Regions from separate parts of the Cyprinus carpio genome. Here region 2 is linked to region 1. A link is a contact called in public Hi-C data. All regions are on one chromosome and are shown on one strand. The core of a region is the stretch at or near the end of the contact, and the rest is flanking DNA. Distances in the headings are between cores, read along the strand shown.

Region 1 (6,274 bases), core at 3,561-6,060:
GTGTTAATTTCATTAACGAAAACTATGACGAAAAATGTTTTTTCCCCCGACGAAAACGAGACGACGATGTAAAGCTAATAAGGTCATTAATTGATAAAGGAGACTAAATGAACATGCAATATCGCTGGCGAAAAAGACGAGACTAAAATGTAGTTAAAAAGAACTAAAACTTTATTTTTGTTGAAAAAAAAAAAAAAGGGGAGCCAAAAAGTGGAGCCAAAACATTTCAGACTTCTGTGCTCTATTACGCAAGAGTTTTCTGTTAAACAGATACGCATGTATTGCGAATAGTAACATTACTTACGCAACCTCTGTACTGCAATAAGTCTTTTTGCTGTTGTTTTAAAAGAGAAACATTAATGTACGCATGGCTTGTCTTTAAAAAACAGTTGAAAGATTTTTTGATTTTACAATGACAGCTTTTGTTATAGTACTCTGTAGTATACTATAGTTTTGCTGACTCTTATATGCTACTCTTTACTTTTGATTCTCCTTTACTATTTCCCTTAAACATCTGTAACTTTAAGTTACTTTCATTAGGATAATCATGCTTCTGAAAAATATGTTTTTCCCCTCTCTTTTTTAGTAGTCAACTTATTTGTCTGCGTGCCTTTTTGTTTGTTCATGTAAGTGGAGTGGAACTCTGTATAAACCCAACTGGGTTTCGTTCCCCTCCTTGTACTGTATCCATGTGATATCTGTGCAGAACAAATAAATAAATAAAAAATAAATAAATAATGCAATTTGGAATTACATTAATGCAATTTGGAATTACTATTAGGAGTTTCTCTGTTATATTATTTGAGAGTAGATTTTTGTTACGCCAGTTTTCATAACGTAGACATTATTTTCATTATTCATTACAATGTATATTCATTTTCATATACATTTCTCCATTTAGTTCCAGCTACAAAATGTCTTTGTTTTTTACTAGACAGGGTGAGTGTATATCTGAAGTTTTTGGTGTTTATTTAGCCTCTAATTGATATCTGGTTATAAATCTGTACACTAACGTTAGATGAGGTAGAATAAACCAAGCATACGAGTCGATATTCTATTGATTTGTGCTTATTGGTGAAAGAGCAACTTCTGATGAAACGTAAAAATACATTTCCCAAATGACAAGAATCACTGCAATTAAAATTTAGCAAAATAATATATTGTTTCATCATTTTAACCATTATACAGTAAGACAAAAATGTGCAAGTTTCCACTGACTAAAACTTCTCAGACATTTAGTCAACTTAAATTTGACTGAAACAGGACAAACTGACTAAATATTCTAAAAGCTAAAAGTTACATTTGACATAGGACTAAGACTAAATTAAAAATAGCTGCTAAAATGAACACTATCTACAGCACAGACACAGGCTCGTTACCTTCTGCAGAGCAGACGTCAGGATTCTGGTAGCGTCGGTGAACTGAGGGGAGTCTGTGCCGTAGCGGCGGACGATCTCCTCCAACCCCGCGAGCTCTAGAGAGTACAGGTCAGGAGCCGGGTCTTTAGCCAGATGCTTGTGTTTCTGCAACTGTAACAAAATACTTTAACATCACACAATCGAACATTGCTTGCCACAGTAATTTAATCTGATTACAGAGATTTGATTTAGCTTTCTTTTAACCAACATCAAAAGAAAATTAAGAATAAAAAACTAATTTGATTATTATATTGTAGATATTTATGAACTGCATGAGACAAACAAGCAGATGCAAACATTGAGGCTAGATTAAAAAAAATATTTTTTACTAAAAAAACAAAAATGAACACACAAAATCTTGCACGGCTGATTTATATTATGGAACAAACTGTCATAAAGTGCATCTATCGGCTCGGAGCAGACAGAGAAACTCACCAGAGCGGAGATGTCGTACAGCACCTGAACCTCAGAGAGGAACAGAAGATCAGCCTGAAACACACAGAACACCACATAAACACATTAAAACCAGTAGATTTTGACCAGCGTCTAGTTTAGGAGGGGAAACAAAAACCAACAAGCATCTACTGAACGATGGTTTCTATTTGTAACAACTACTTTCACATGTAGATTATTTCGGCAAGGTAGAAGCCACTTCCTACCATGACCGAAAAAAAGCATGTCTGTATAAAGTTTGTGAATACTGTATAAACTAACACATAAATAACAGATATTTTAATGACTTATTTGACATTTATGGACAAAGTCAACCTCAGTTTTGTGGTTCACTAAACCACTAATTTGTGTTATTAGCTATTATAACCACAAGTGTTAAGAGACCATGTCTTCACCTCGTTATTACGACTAAGAGAGACGAGAGGAAGGGACGTGAGGACGGATCCGTCCTGGGACAGACGTCCACGGATCTGTTGCAGGGTCACAGGCAGGTCCTCAAACACTGTGTTGGCCATTCCCATCATATACAGCCTCTGAAACGCACAATCAAGACATTTCAGTATTTACAAACCACAAACAACATATAATTTCATTATTATTTAATTTTTTTTAAGTATTTTTGATTAACATAATTAACACTTTAGACATGACAGTAGCTCTTTTTTATTATTAGTGCCATATCAGCACATAAGACGGATTAAGAAGAGGCATAAAACAAATAAAAAGATAAAGAATAATAGTCAAGACACAATTAGGCGAATCAGTTTCTTATAATACTACTAATAAATATATATATATATATATATATATATTAGTCAAGAATTATATATATATATATATATATAAATAATAAATAAATAAATATATATATATATATATATATATATATATAAAATAAATAATATTATATATATATATATATATATATATAAAATAAATAATATAAAAAAATATATATATATATATATATAATTATATATATAGTAACTACAAGCCTTTAATTTAACATTTGACCAAAAAAAACACACATTTTTCCTTAGAACGGTAGATCTCAAGGTAACTTTGCATTTTACTGCATCAGATTTTAAGCGTTTCTCATGTACATCTTTATCTGCAGAGCACTTGCATGTGGTTAGTGTTTGAGTCAAGAAATTCGAGGAGGTCACACCTCCTCACTTGGGGCAAGCTGCAAGACCACAGGCGTGCTATCAGCAAACAGAGTGTGCACCGTGTTTGCCACACTGTCCAGGGTGAATGGAACCGGCTGAAACCAGACAGACACAGAGATGAACAAAAAGGTGCCATCAGTCTCATGATACAAAATAAGGGAAGTCTTGCAGGGAATCTCCATGGTTAATCAATCCTAAAACATCCTCATTTTCTAGAACATAAAAATGAGCTGTTGAACATTTTCTTTTCTGTTTTCAGGGTCTGAGGTATTTAACTTCACTCATTCATTTAAAGGTCAAACTGACAACTACACGTTGAATCAAAGACATAAAAGCAAGAAAGTGCGAGACAAACCCTTCTTTTGCATTCATGCACCACAGAACCTAAAATAACTCATGCGCGTGAGAATGCATTACTCACATTTTCAAGAGGGTAAGAGGAAATGTTTTTCGGAAAGTCGAGACTGTCCAAGCCACGCACGACGATCAGAGCGTTTGCACGCGGGCGTTGGAACAGCGAACCGGCAGCCAGACCTGGCCAGTCAAGATCCTACAAATAAATACCAGAAGCTTAATACAGAGTTTACGTGAAGACATGATCAGATGTGCCTTTACAGGATTAAACAGATGTTATACCTCATGGATGGAGAAGCCCATGGTCAGGGCGACTAGATCAGGGATCTTTTCTCCTGATATGGGCCACTGTCCATCCCGGAAGGTGACGTACTGCGGGCTGCGCAAAACAGTCAAACTGTCACCCAAAACACCTGATGAAAAATAAAACCGGAAGCAATGCTGATAAAAATTGTCACAATCTTTCTTTACAATAAATCACACTTTTTTTGACATTTTAAAGTCTAATGCAATGCCATACAGATATTTTGAGGTGTGTGGAAAAGTCTACAGAAAAAAAAAATGAAATTAAGATGTTTTGATTTGTGTGGAAAGCATAAATAATAAAAATATGATTTTACTAACTAACTTAATATAAATAAGACTAAAATAATTATATAATGATACAAATATATAAATAAATAAATGCATCAGTACTTCCTATAGTGAGCAGAAAAGAAGAAATATAATGTGACGTGACAAAAATAAAATTACATAATTATAATATTGATTTTTCCACAGTATAAATTGGGTATTTCTACATAAATGTCTTTCAAATTTCAGGTTGCACGAGAATAATGACACTTAATCATCATAATCAAACATCTAAAAGATTGAAACCTCATTTCCTAACACAATGATCGGTTTAAAAACCACAATAATAGTATCATAACCATGATATTAATCAACACTGCAGGATTTGTTATATGAACATGACTGTCACGTGACCTGCTCGGGCTTCCTCATTCACTATCAACATTTAGTAGCAAACCCATTTTTATTTAACAGCATAAAGCAACATTAACACAATATCGTAGCAAATGCACATAAATTATTTTGGATTAAATTAATTTAATTGTATAAACGAGAGATACTGGATCGATTTGCATGACTGCGGATTACGGCACCTTACTACAGTCGACATTATCTCATTAAAAGATCGCTAAAAACACACCGTAAAAACCACGTAGATCTAAAAGATAAAGTATAACGTCAATGTACCTGATAAAAGGGCTAAAAGCGCAAACGCCGTGTTAATAATTGCTCGATTCATCTCGGGAGGATTTTTCTGATGGACTCCACTTCCTCGCAATACGGGTCACATGACCCGCGCCCGCGTGACGTCGTGCGTCATGACGTTGCTGCTGTTCCTGTAGCGCTTCGGCGTTCACTGCGGGACTTTTAAACTCATTTAATTAATCTAGCTAGGGTCTGCAACCTTCAACGTCAACAAAAAAAGAGGCATTTTGGCCCCTTTGCCACCGAATAAAATTCACGTGGAGCCATAAGATATTTGATCCCCAATTATATCATTGGGTAATTATACTGTATATAAATTGCGGACTTTCTGTACGAGAGCGCCCTCCAGCGTCGAGTATGAATAAAACATGCAGCGCATGAGCGTGTTCATCTGTAGGTTGGTGACCTTTCTCCTAATTTTAAATTTGATTTGATAACCTTTTTATAGCCTAAGTTTTATGATTTACATGTTTTACTGACAGGAATGAAAACGAGGCTGTGAGGGATAGAAGTAGCCTTTTTTGAATGGATTGTACTGTCGATAAACACAATTGTGCGTTACATTGTAACGTCCCTGGTTAAATTCACTATGTCTAACCTGACTATAAGGTCTGTCTTCTAATGAAATACTTAAATAATAGCCTACCTATAATTATAGCTATTGATAAATACACTTTGATTTGATTCCATCTACTGCTGCAACTCAAAAAGCCAGAATAATAATAATTAGTAATAATAATCATAATAAAAACATTACTTCAGTTAAACTATAGCAATTTGTAGATCATATAATCTATTTCTTGTTTTTATTATTTGAATACAAAATGAGGAACTTGATCTTGCTTTTCCAAACCCGTATCGTCCTCTTCAACCTTGCTGGTTTTCTTGTAATATCATTGTTATCCTCTTGGAGGAGCTCTTGCTCCGTCACTGAGCGCTGGTTTCGAGCCCCACGAGCCAGAGATCATTTCCCAGCCCCTGTGAGATGATTTTCACTGTCTCCTAAGGCAGACCTTCACCATATGTTCGGCCGAGAAGCCTTATATGACTCTTGATATTTTAAAATAAATCAATAAGTCAAAAACTAATGCACTTGAAATAAAGTCTGGGTTGTAATCTAAGGGAAGAGGCTGCATGCATGCATGATAGTTATTTATATATAGATATCTTCTTGGTGGGCTGCAGGCTGATCATCAGATTCTACTAATGATGAATCAGACACTGAGAATGTGTTTGGTAATTAAATACAGGGTACAGCTGCATATGGTAAAATTATGGCATTCTTCTTTTCAAAAGTAGGCCGTGAAGAGTTGATGCACAACTTTTTATTTTTATTTAGGCTACATCAAAAGCATTGAAATTAACATTAATATTTGGAGTGCATATGGTGCATATGCTATTTCCATCAATGAAAAATAAAAGCTGCATGCATAAATATATACTTATAAACACATAATTGTAAAAGCATTAGCAAAATGATAATTCGCATGTTATATGATAGCCTATAGCCTACTGCAATTAACTGGCTATGTTCAGAAAACAGCTTTGCTCTTTCAGTCAATAACCAACTCGGAAAATCACCCAAAACATAATCCATTTAAC
Region 2 (6,342 bases), core at 2,989-5,488, 160 kb after region 1:
GGCTGGTCTTACATCAGCTAGATGGCAGACAATCAGTCGGAGCAGGAGAAATGCTAGATCAGCAAATCCAACTGATGGCCTTCTTTCCTGTATAGTTCTCCCAGCATCCCTAATTAAGGTGCGAAAAGGAAGACGAGAGAAAAATGTCAGCCGGAAGTGTTAAGACTATGAATAATGCAAGAAATAAAAAGGAAAGTTGACAAACAGGTGATACTCACCTCAAATCAGCTTTATCTACTGTGTCATGTTTTATCATGGTGGAACTATTATGGATCCATCAGTACTAAAGGTCAGTTTGTCTAATAGTCTGACCAGCACCATGATACATGACGTTCAAAGAGCAATTGTAGATTGTTTGGCTCTTAGATAACAGACAAAGGTGAAGTGTATAAAAATGATGTTTTTAGTGAAGTTCTAAGAGTATTAGTATTTTGTTTGGTTCTTACAGTTTGGAAAAGTGTGAAGTCTTTTAAAAGTTTGTATTACTTTTGGTCTTTTGTTGTTTGTGTAAGGCAAAGTGTATTTTATTTTAAAAGTTTTGATGTATGATGTTTTGATGTTTAAAGAATTGATGTAAGTACCAGACAAAACATTTTATCTGTGTAGAAGATCTTTAACAGTTTAAGCAATGTTTTGGTGTCAAAACTAGACAAAAACGTAAATGTAATTTCATCATGTGCTTTTGTTTACACCAAGAAAACACTTGAATATTTTATCAGTTAGAGCATAAAATTTTAATTGTAATTTAGTCTTGTGTGCATATGTTTTACAATTTGTTTACACTTTATATTGACATTTTATCAGTATAAAGTTCATTAAAAGGTATAGTAAAATCTGATGATTTCGATGTCAAAAATAAAATTTAAATGTAAATTTGTCTTGTGTGCATGTGTTTTTACATTTTTGTTTACACTTTACACTTAAAGATCATTATCAGTTTAAGTAAAACCTGATTAGTTTAAGCTGATGTCGAAACATGAATTTGTCTTCTGTGCATCGTTTAATTTTTAAATGTTTTTTTTTTTTTTTTTTTTACATTAAAGGAATACTCCACCCCAAAATGAAAATTGTATTAATCAATTTACCCCCATGTCTTGCTAACCCGTAAAAGCTTTGTTCGTCTTCGGAACACAATTTTAAGATATTTTGGATGAAAACCAGGAGGCCTGTGACTGTCCCATAGACTGCCAAAAATAAATAACAGTGTCACGGTCCAGAAAAGTATGAAATTCGTCATCAGAATACTCCATCTGCCATCAGACGTGCAATCTAGGATCCGCTGTTGTTCTTTCAAATCAAAACTAAATATACGTTTGTAAGACGCATCCTTGTGGCGTGGATAATACAGAAGAGCATACGCAGCATACGGTGATATGAGAGACACAGAGGAGACTGTGGACAAAGGAATTTTTGAATAAAGTTTTTTTTTTTTGCTTTCTTCCACCCCGAATACAATTTTGTCATTAATCCTGTTGCTTCATATAACCCAGAGCTTTGTTCACATCGAAATGGCAGATGGAGTATTCTGACGACGACTTTCATACCTTTTATGGACCTTGACACTGTTATTTACTTGGCAGTCTATGGGACAGTCACAAGCCTCCCGGTGCCGGTGATCAAAAAAGTTAATTTAGAACCCTGTTTGTGTGATAAGATTTTGGGTGTTTGGAACGACATGGGGGTAAGTGATTAATGACAAAATGTTCATTTTGGGGTGGAGTATCCCTTTAATCATTGTGACGATTAACAATTAAAGCAAAATCTATTTTTTTGACTTCAAAACCAGATCAAATCTTAAGTGTAAATTTGTTTTGAGTGCAGTTGCGCATGTCTGTTTACATTTTAGTGCACGTCATCATCAGACAAAAACTTCAAACTATAGACTCTATTAGAATACAAGACTTTAGCATGAAATACTATGAATTCAGTTTGGTTGACTCAAACTTTTAAGACAAATAAAGCTAGATTCTTTTTTTAACGAGTAAAAGATCTTTTAGTGGTTAATCTTTACTAGCTTGAAAATTCAGTCTCTACAGAGCATTACAATTCCATCTCAATAATTTTTTTCTAATGGTATAGCACCTTTAGTAATCTTTACTAGCTTGAAAATTCAGTCTCTACAGAGCATTACAAGATGGCCGTTAATTAGTGTGCAGCTCAGATTAGAGACGTCCGTCTAAGTGCAGCGGTCAGCGCGCGAATTGGAAAAATGCACTGCAGGTGCCTGGCTCTTTCAGATGTTGCCAGGTCTTAACATAATATGCCTGATCCCTCTGCGGACCTCAGCAGCAGCTGTGCACACCAACACAGGCCAATGTTTGCCGAGCACGATAAGGCAAGTACACTAGGCGTATACTGTAAAGTGATATCTTGCAAGGACCTCCCAGAAAAAAAACAATTCATTGTTAATCAAGAGTTGAACACTAGCAGTGAGTAAAGAGTCACGTCAGTGGGGTTGCATTTACAAAATGTTTATTTTCCGAACCATCTTTGCGATAGAAAAAATACATGACAACTTTTCTTTGAGACAATGACCAACAGTAATGTGACGTAATTTTCAGGAATCTGTCAACATCCATAAGAACCTTCATGCGATCCCCTCATCGATTGTGACGTCATAAAGTACCAGCGGCGTTTTAGTGTAGAAATGTGCGTTTTATACATAATTAGTGTTTTTAATTCTCAGCCCAGCCTGTTATAATCTAGATGAACACACCGCCAAAACTACCATTTCAGCCAATGAAATGCCTTTCGCATATCTTTTTTTATTTTTATGTTGGCTTGTTTGCTTAAATAAATTGCGTTAAATTTCAAAAGCCTGTTTCCAAGCCAGAATCCAGGTTGTGCAAACAATATCAAGGGATATTAGCAGGGGAATTAAGGGTGCTTGTAAACCGGCCGTCAAGTAGAAGTCATTTTTTTCCAATCCGGGGAATTAAAGATGCTCAGAAGCCACCAGGGGCCCATTTGGCTTCAACCCCTGCTGCACCCTCTTGTGAACGTTTTTTTGCGGTCCACCAGCAATAGATGTAGCAAACTTGTTCTTTTCAATTCCCACAGCCACCGATACCAATTTCTTGCTTGTACCTGTTTGTTAAAGTGTTCGCTTTCCGGGTGAGCTTCGAGAGCACCGTGTGCAGTCCGTTTAGATGAAAATGAAACAGCTTCTCCAAATCCTCATCGTTCGGCTCGATGCGAGACATCTCCAGCGCCGTCGTCACACCATGCTTTTCCTTGCGCCTCTCATCGGCTTGAAGCACACCCCATTCGATATCGGTCCTAATTGATTTGAGGAGCACATAAGAGCCATACATGTCTCCATCCTGGAAGGAGTTCACCTCTTTCTCCCCCTCCTGTCTCAATGGGACATCCCTCAGCAAACTTGGCACCATGATCGTCTGGTCCATGTTGTTCACGGCACCAATAAACCGGTTCATGGAATTGAAGAGAGAGTTTTTTTGGTTGTAGGAATCACAGATTTGCATCATCTTCACCGTCCTATGGACCTGGAGGGTTTTGTTCAGATGTAGAACGAGGAGAAGCTACAGACGTAGTTATTCTTGGGCTGGATGGTCCGGATAGATATAACGGAGGGTTTATCAACTATTATTCGTGTCCAGATTCCTTGTGCGTTTCTGAAAGCGCAGGTGGATTTAAAGCAAGGGCGTGGCTTTCACACGTCAATCAAACATGTGACCAGGTTGTAAACTGATAATGTGACCTGAAATAACACATATCCATGAAAGATTAATGGTTATGCACATAATATTATATAATCAAAATAAATATCAGTGTGGAATTTATAAAATGAGGTACAGAAGGCAATAAGTATAAAGGATAAGCTTAGTATTTTTTAAAAAAAAATATGTACAAGCATGCTTTAGAATTAAATATACAAATTATTAAGTATTTATAGTAAAACTAAATCAGATTTAATTTAAATTATATTAAAAACTGTATTGTAAACGCGCATTGTATGCTTCCTACCACTCCTTGATTTCATAAAGGAAAAGCCGGCCGGCAAACTAAGCGTCAATCTATCGAGTCTGACACATATCACAGGCTTCTAAATACCCACCTTTGATGATATTCGTCTTCCCTTAAATCCGAAAACGTAAAGTGCAAGGAAACCGGTGATAAAGTCGCTGAAAGATAACAGACTCGTCTAGCAACCGACCGAGGGTGAGGCCGCGTGTAGCTCTAAGGCGCTTATGAATATTCATGAAATGAAGCATCAGCCCACAACCGCTCAGCCGCTCTAGTCCAATCAGAAGCCAGTCGCCAGGAGGACGGCGCCTCTCGACAGCCAATCAGAGGGCAAGAAAGGGAATCCGGCAACGTGCCAAGGCTGCAGCTCACGGTCAAAGACATGACAGTGAACTAGAAGAACAGAGCACGAGGGAACTACTGGACTGATGATAGTACCTTACAGTACCAGAACGGTTTCTGCATTCGATTTTATTTTCACTTTCCATTCTTAGATGTCGTATACCAAACTTAATATTTAAAAAACACTCTGTTTTTGTATCAGTAAATGGTGCTTTCTGATCTAAACACTTTTCGAGGTAAATGAAGAAAGTAAGTACTGAAGTACTATTCGGTGTGTCAAACACTGAAAAATTTCTCTTCGCACTATCAGAAAGGTATTTTATGAAAGCTGAAATGTTATTTTGTCAAAAAGAGACAAAAATACATAACACACCCTGCTGAAAAAACCAGCATATGCTGGTTAGGTATGTTTTGACGCTGGGATGCTGGTCCTTTGCCGGTTTTAAGCTGGTCCTTTGCCGGTTTAAGATGGTCCTTTGCCGGTTTTAAAGGTATGTTTTGACGCTGGTATGCTGGTCCTTTGCTGGTTTATGCTGGTCCTTTGCTGGTTTATGCTGGTCCTTTGCTGGTTTATGCTGGTCCTTTGCCATAAACCAGCAAAAACCAGCAAAGGACCAGCATAAAACAGTATCCCAGCGTCAAAACATACCTAACTAGCATATGCTTTTTTAACAGGGTAGTCTATAATTTACATATAGTTATACTTTCATTTAAAAAAAACGTTCAAAGGTTATTTCTAAAGAGACTGTATGCCAAGCCTGCACAGATCCGTGGAATTATGCAAATTATACAAACTTGCAAATATGCAAGATATATAGCCTATGACACCAGGCGAAAGAGTGAATGTCAGAAATCAAATACAGATAGCCTACAACCTCACCAAAATTTGTTTTTGTTCACCCATGTCACTTTTTTTAGTCATTGCTTTGAATAACAGCCTATCAAGGAAATGAATTTTATCGTAAAGAAAGACAGCACAAGAACACTTTATGCAAAGCATGTCACAAAATAAGGTTTGTTTGGGTTTTAAATGATAAAATGAGGACAAAATTTTTCGGACACTTCACTATCTAAAGTTAGTGGAACATGTTCATGTAGACCCCACTTGTTTTGATGTTTCAGATCATTTTTAAGACATTAGATAGGTCATTAGGCATACATTTTGGGGGGGCATTATATAGATGTGCTTTATGATCTTCTCATTTTCAGATGGCACGATATCTGCATTAAAATCCATGTCTGCATGATTATTTGCATGGGCTTTCCCCATGAACGGAGACCTCCTTTCGATGCAGCCGTGTCCCCGTTACGTTTTTTAACAACATCGTGGTGCCATCTAGCGGTCAGAAAGGGAACACCGTCCTGCCTTCAAGACATGATTTAACAAGTGAGGCAATTTTCACACATTAAGTTGACCATGTGTCCTCTTTTCCCCCATACATGTCCTGGTCGGGATTTCTAAAATGCCCCAAATGCCTGGGTTTTGGCTTTGTTTTTCTATTGTTTTACAGAGAAAGGTCAAAGCAATGCAAATATTAATTTATAATCATCTATGAGGACATAGGACAGTAGAGAGCACTTCAATAGGAAAACAAAGCCAAAGAACGTGTCTGGGTAAAAGAGGATGTTTGCACCTAATCATGATCCCAATACATCCAGTTCAAACCCAAACACACCCCAGATAGCACATGTAGGTCTGCAAGATGTCTGTTAAAGATCGCTTCATCTGGAAAGCATCTTCTGTGTACAAACATCTGACAGACGTCTCTAAGATGTCACTTTTACATTCATTCTGAATAATAAACATCTTAAAGACATTTTCTAAACGTCTATTTGACATCTGATAGGAAACGTCCTATAGACGTATTGCAGATGAACAAACACTTAAAAATACGTCTTTCAAATAGACGTCTCCATGCTTTAGCTACTTGTGCTATGAGGGACAAACTTCAAATAAAGACAAACCAGAAGCTGATAACGACGAAGAACCATTTTATTCATAGAGACTACGGT

The links. A called contact is a pair of places that touch in the nucleus more often than the background predicts.
Region 2: a contact with region 1 is called in a Hi-C map of liver, with 6 times the contacts expected there. The contact joins the promoter of LOC109070452 here to the promoter of LOC109047221 in region 1. A contact is called at or near these places in 4 of 8 Hi-C or Micro-C datasets (liver, red blood cells and skeletal muscle).

What each region holds. Positions count from the first base shown.
Region 1 is chrA22:5,713,456-5,719,729 of ASM1834038v1, forward strand. It overlaps LOC109047221 (renin receptor), which reads right to left and starts at 4,811. Exons shown (of 9, transcript XM_019064921.2): 1 at 4,655-4,811; 2 at 3,677-3,807; 3 at 3,462-3,590; 4 at 3,040-3,135; 5 at 2,267-2,404; 6 at 1,854-1,907; 7 at 1,380-1,529. The coding sequence starts at 4,706.
Region 2 is chrA22:5,878,935-5,885,276 of ASM1834038v1, forward strand. LOC109070452 (mid1-interacting protein 1-B-like) reads right to left here and starts at 4,239. Exons shown (of 2, transcript XM_019087028.2): 1 at 4,079-4,239; 2 at 2,456-3,721. The coding sequence starts at 3,488. The coding sequence ends at 3,048. It overlaps LOC109070454 (a long non-coding RNA gene), which reads right to left and starts at 368. Exons shown (of 3, transcript XR_006153257.1): 1 at 219-368; 2 at 1-109.